2 separate regions of the Mus musculus genome follow, and region 1 is linked to region 2. A link is a contact called in public promoter capture Hi-C data. All regions are on one chromosome and are shown on one strand. Each heading gives the region's core, a stretch centred on a gene start, on an enhancer-like site or on the middle of the called end of the contact. The rest is flanking DNA. Distances are from core to core; before and after follow the strand shown.

Region 1 (2,700 bases), core at 126-2,625, 2.2 Mb before region 2:
AGGATGCAATGTTTGCACAACTCTGTACGGATGCTAAAGAACCATGGGACTGTACCTTTTTTTTTTTTTTTTTTTTTCGAGACAGGGTTTCTCTGTGTAGTCCTGGCTGCCCTGGAACTCACTTTGTAGACCAGGCTGGCCTCAAACTCAGAAATCTGCCTGCCTCTGCCTCCCGAGTGCTGGGATAAAAACCACCACGCCCAGCTTTGTACTTTTTTTTTTTTTTTTTTTTTTGAGATAGGATTTTTATTTGTAGCCCAGTCAGTCTGTCCGGAACTTGTAAACTGTTTTAGCCTACAGAGTACAGGCATCTGTTATCATGCCTAATTTATCTTTAATTTTTATGTATTTGTGCATGTGTAGGTGTGTCGGTGGGGTGATGGAATTTAAATATAGGAAGTATGTATATACCTTAAATAGATGGAAGTGGTGGTATGCTAACCATATTTCAATAAAACTATTGGGGAGTCAGGCAGGATAGCCCACATCTGTAATCCCAGCACTTGGGAGACAGGGAGGGCCCTAGACTACATAGTAAAGTCAAAGCCACTTTGGAGACCCTATCTCAAAGAAAAACAATACAAATCAACCCTCACCAGAAAGGTGTTGGGAAGAAAAAGGTAGAGCTTAGGTCTGATATATATATATGTGTGTGTGTGTGTGTGTGTGTGTGTGTGTGTATGTGTATATATATATATATATATATATATATATATATATAATTTGGTTTTGGGTTTTGGTTTTTCGAGACAGTGTTTCTCTGTGTAGCCCTGGCTGTCCTGGAACTAACTCTGCAGACCAGGCTGGCCTCGAACTCAGAAATTCGCCTGCCTCTGCCTCCCAAGTGCTGAGATTAAATTAAAGGCGTGAGCCATCTTGCCCGGCTGTTCTGTATTATTCTTATAGGGTCTCCCACGAGCTAATTTGCATCCCCCTAAGCAGAACAGCCAGGTGGTTCAGATCCCTAAGCCCACTTGCGTCTCATCACTGTTCTTGAAAATGACCTGGCGAAGTAGCGCTACCCACGACCCTGTTTCCCATGGAGGCAGAGACCTTAGGACCTCTAGGGAAGCCCTAGACCTTCTGCCAGAGAGCAGCAGCAGGTGACACACCAGCTCCGGGCCAACCCGGAAAAGCCAGACGAGCTAGTCCAGGTGAGTTTTTGTGATTGGCAGCCAGGGAAGGCGGGCCCTTGGTGACGGTTGTCCCGCCCCCTCACGTCGGTCCACTTGGCGCCAGGCTGGAGGAGGGGCGAGGCTCGGGACCCTCGGCACCCATTGGGCGCGTGGTGGGAGCTCCCTGGGTATCCGCCCCCAGCTTTGTGGCAGCCAATGGGCACAGTGCGTGGGAGGGGCGTCGGCAGCGTCGGCGGAGGCCGGGCGGCTCAGGCGGCTGAGGTGGCCGCTGGCGCTCTGGTGGCGGGCGCGGCCGATATGGCGAAAAGCAGCAGAGAGAATGGGCCGCGCGAGCCCGCAGCAGGCGGGAGCCTGTCTGGGACCCGGGAAAGCCTGGCCCAGGGCCCCGACGCCGCCACCGCCGACGAGCTGAGCTCGCTCGGCTCCGACTCGGAGGCCAACGGCTTCGCCGAGCGCCGCATCGACAAGTTCGGATTCATCGTGGGTTCGCAGGGCGCCGAGGGCGCGTGAGTAGCTCTGGGGTCTGGGCCGGGCGCGGGACCAGCACAGGCGTGGGCCTGACCCACCAACGTGTCTCCACTGTCCCAACCCCACAGATACGCCGCAAGCGGCAGCCTACTTTCTACCTACGAACAGAAAGGCCATTCCCTTCCTCCTGGTCTTCCCCAAACCGACTGATCCATACCCTCCAAGGAGAGTATCCCCGATGGGGGTTTCCCATCTCCAGCTCATAATCTCGCAGGTTACTCTGGCCTTAAAGCTTTGCCACCCCCTGACACGCGCACAGATGGCTGCCCCATACTTTGCCCACAGCTATTCTCCATCTCCCCCTACCCCACAGAATCCTTGTCTCGCCACCTCAGTATCGGCACCCCAGGAAATCTTAAGACTTCAGGACTCCGAGCTATTCCAGGTCGCGCTAACCCTTACCTCCAGACACATATCTCAGAAGGATTGACACTGGCCAGCCCCCTCCCAGAGGGTCCCATCTTGACTCCCAGTTTCTTTTCATCATGGAAAGGTCTCTCCTCATTACACACCCTCTGCCAAAAGGCAGCTTTGTCCATTGTCACAGGCAACAGGTGGGCCGACACTCCTTCCCAGTAGTTATAGGGCACCTCAACTCTAGGACTCCCCTGTCAGCTTCATCACAGGGGAGCCAGCCAGTAGACTCCCAGGCTGCCGTGTTTATGTCCTTCCTTCCCAAATCCAGATCTAGGACTGGAGAAGGAGGGAGACAGCACCCCACCCTTGAGCTACCAGGTACCCAGCTTTCCATTAGAGAAAGCTGAGGCAGGAGTAACACCTTCCCTCCAAGCTGAGCATGTTGGGCTACAGATTTGTACACAGCAGAACCCCTAGAAGCCCGCCCTCCCAGAGACTGCGGATGCGATCTGGTGGTCTCTTCAGGAAGATGGCCTCTAGATCCTGCTTTCATTCCACTTGTCTTGTGATAGGAGACTAGCGCCATACCCAGAACTGACAAGCCTCCCTGTCATAGTGTACCTCCCAGTTTATAGAGCCTCACAGGCACCATGGAAGCCCTACGCCAGTATATATTCTC
Region 2 (2,739 bases), core at 127-2,626:
TAGAGATGCTCCCACCCCCGTCATATTTTGTGTCTGAAGTTTTTTGTTTACTGGTAGGCTCTAGTTGCTCGTGTACCACTTGTTAGAGATGTCCTTCCTCCACTGAATTGCTTTGGTGTCTCTGGGAGTATTTGTGTGGCTATTTTCCCATCTCTTCTCTTTTCCATTAAGTCGTGCTTTTGTCTTGATTCCTGTTCCTATTTCCTGACATCCACATGGTTGTTCCAGACCCCACATGTCAGATCTTGGGAGGAGTTCTTCCCACCAGGTCAGCTGCCAGGATCCAGCAGGAGCAACATAGATGCCAGCCTCTGCTGCCAGTCTGGCACATTCTGTCTCCAGCTGCCTAGGCAGGACCTGGCCTGGGCTAGAATCAAGTGTAGTTGCCTCTGAGGGCCAGGGGACAGAGCCTGTGGATGAGGTGGATGAGGTTTCTCTTCCCTGGTAGCCTGGTGCTGGGTGTGAGAAGGATCTCTGGGAGCCTAAGGCTGCCCAGGCAAGGGCAAGTCACAGTCCCCTTTTCTCTCTTTCTCTTATCCGTTCTGGGGCTTTGTGTGTGTAGCCCTGCCCTGCAGAGCCTCCAGGTCTGTACTGAGCCCTGAGTGGTAAGCACAAAGAAATGTTTGTTCCAGAGCTGAGTGGGTGCTGCGATACCCCTCTCTCCCCTAGACAAGAGGCTTGTGAGTGCTGAGTGGAAGATGGAAATCACCAGATCTGATAATGGTTCAAAAGGTATGTGTGGCAATCACACAGCCCCTACCAAGAGAGGGTTTCAGACAGGAGCACCCAGGCCTTCCCAGAGGTCCCTGAGAAGTGCCCAACACATGGCTTGTGTGCCATTCTGGTGAGACCAAGCAGAGGTAGGCACGCATGTGGTCCAGGGTATATTAGGACCTGAGTGGATGAGGCACTGAGAAAGGCAAGGAGTGGGAGTCTTCTGTACCAGTCGCTGCTCTTACCTGCTGTTGCCTCCCTGTCCACCAGCCACTGCTACGGTTTTCTAAGAATGAAGCCCAGTTGGTCCCATCTTGTAGATGTGCGTTAGCATGGTCTGGCTTTGTGACTACCCCCCACACCTGCTGTGCTGTGTGTGTCACTGCCATGTTGGGAATTCACAAGTGTCACAGATGGGTCTTTGGGGGGGGGCAAGATGTCCACTTGACCATATACTTAAGGTCATATTTGTCTCAGGGGTGTGTGTGTATGTGTGTGTGTGTGTGCACCTACATGCATGCATACATGCACGCACGCGCGCGCGCGCACACACACACACACACACACACACACACACACACACACACGCCTGCTCCCCTCAAGTCGTCTGGATCAGCTTGAAGGTCCTGTGACCTGAAGCCCTTCTGCCACCCTCTTGATAGGAGAGAGCTGCCAACCAGGGGCTGGGTCAGTGCCTGTGTCCTGTGTCAGCCGTGTCGGTACAGCCACCCTAAGGCCAACCTGGTGGATGGACTGCCGTTGTACATCTGCTGCCTGACTTTTCAGCATCTGCCTCAAAGAACACTCAAGCTCTGCTCCTTCTCAGGTCTCTGGGCTCCGCAGGGTGGGGGCTACCCCTCTGACCTTCTCCAGGGCCTGCTGAGGGTTCCTGGCTTCCTATGATTTATATGGGAAAGGGAATGTGGGAAGTATTTGATATCAGAAAGCCCTTTCCAGGGTTGATCCAATGGCTTAAGATGACAGAGCCCTTGTTAGAGTTGCTTTGCACTGCATTCTGGGCTGACATTTGCCAACGCTACTACCCTGGCTTTGTCCGTGCTACCATGAGCATCTAAGCTCCTGCCTTCTCCCTCCTGTCCCGCAGCCGGAGCAGCAACTCCCGGATAAGCTCCAGCACATTGGGCCTGTAGGCTGCTCCATCACCAATGAACCCCATGAACCCCATGAAACCCGCCCTGCCCCCTGCACCACACGGGTGAGTGTGGGCTTCTGTGGCCTGCCTCTAGCAAGCCCTTGGCCTTCTGACCCTGCCTTAACCAGCTGCTCTCTTTTAGTGATGGTTCATTTGCATATGAGTCTGTGCCTTGGCAACAAAGTGCCACTCAGCCAGCTGGGTCACTGTCTGTGGTCACTACTGTGTGGGGAGTTGGCAACGCAACCCAGAGCCAGGTGAGTGTGTATCAGGGCCACCCCACTCCCACCCCCACCCCCCAGCCCTCAGGATCCAGAGTCTTGGTGGTGCCTCTACCATCTTAGGGCTCCAAGAACCAGGGACCAAGCGGACTGTCTGAAGCACAAGGATGGGGCTTCCTGAGGGTCTCAAGTCACTAGGTGCCTTTCTTCTGTACTACCATGGGATGTCTTCCCCTGGCTCCAGAGACCCTTCCAGTCAGAACTATAGACAACCACTCCTGCCACCCAGGTCCTCCCCCATTTGCTGGGCATCTCTTGGCATCTAGCACTTTAGGGCTGTGTCTTAAAGACAGTAGTTTGGCTGGTTCTCTCTGGTGACTCCCACTTCCTTGTAGGTTTTAGGGAACCCCATGGGCCCTGCAGGAAGCCCCCCTGGTGGTTCCATGATGCCTGGTGTGGCAGGTGGCAGCTCTGCCTTGACCTCCCCGCAGTGCCTGGGACAGCAGGCGTTTGCTGAAGGAGGTGCTAGCAAGAGCTACGTACAGCAAGGCGTGTATGGCCGAGGGAGCTACCCTGGGGGATCCAGCTTCACTACTGGGTAAGCCAGTGACTTGAAACCATCAGCCTGTCAGTCCTGCAGAAGGGTTGGAT

The links. Promoter capture Hi-C pulls out the DNA fragments that hold promoters and counts their contacts.
Region 1: a contact with region 2 is called in a promoter capture Hi-C map of liver, with 6 times the contacts expected there. The contact joins the promoter of Tbc1d10a here to the promoter of Zmiz2 in region 2. A contact is called at or near these places in 2 of 39 promoter capture datasets (liver and pre-B cells) and 2 of 9 other capture datasets (liver and pancreatic islet).

What each region holds. Positions count from the first base shown.
Region 1 is chr11:4,185,458-4,188,157 of GRCm38.p6, forward strand. Tbc1d10a (TBC1 domain family, member 10a) reads left to right here and starts at 1,376. Exons shown (of 9, transcript NM_134023.1): 1 at 1,376-1,642. The coding sequence starts at 1,434.
Region 2 is chr11:6,393,749-6,396,487 of GRCm38.p6, forward strand. Zmiz2 (zinc finger, MIZ-type containing 2) reads left to right here and starts at 1,377. Exons shown (of 19, transcript NM_028601.3): 1 at 1,377-1,540; 2 at 1,820-1,930; 3 at 2,010-2,124; 4 at 2,484-2,686. The coding sequence starts at 1,881.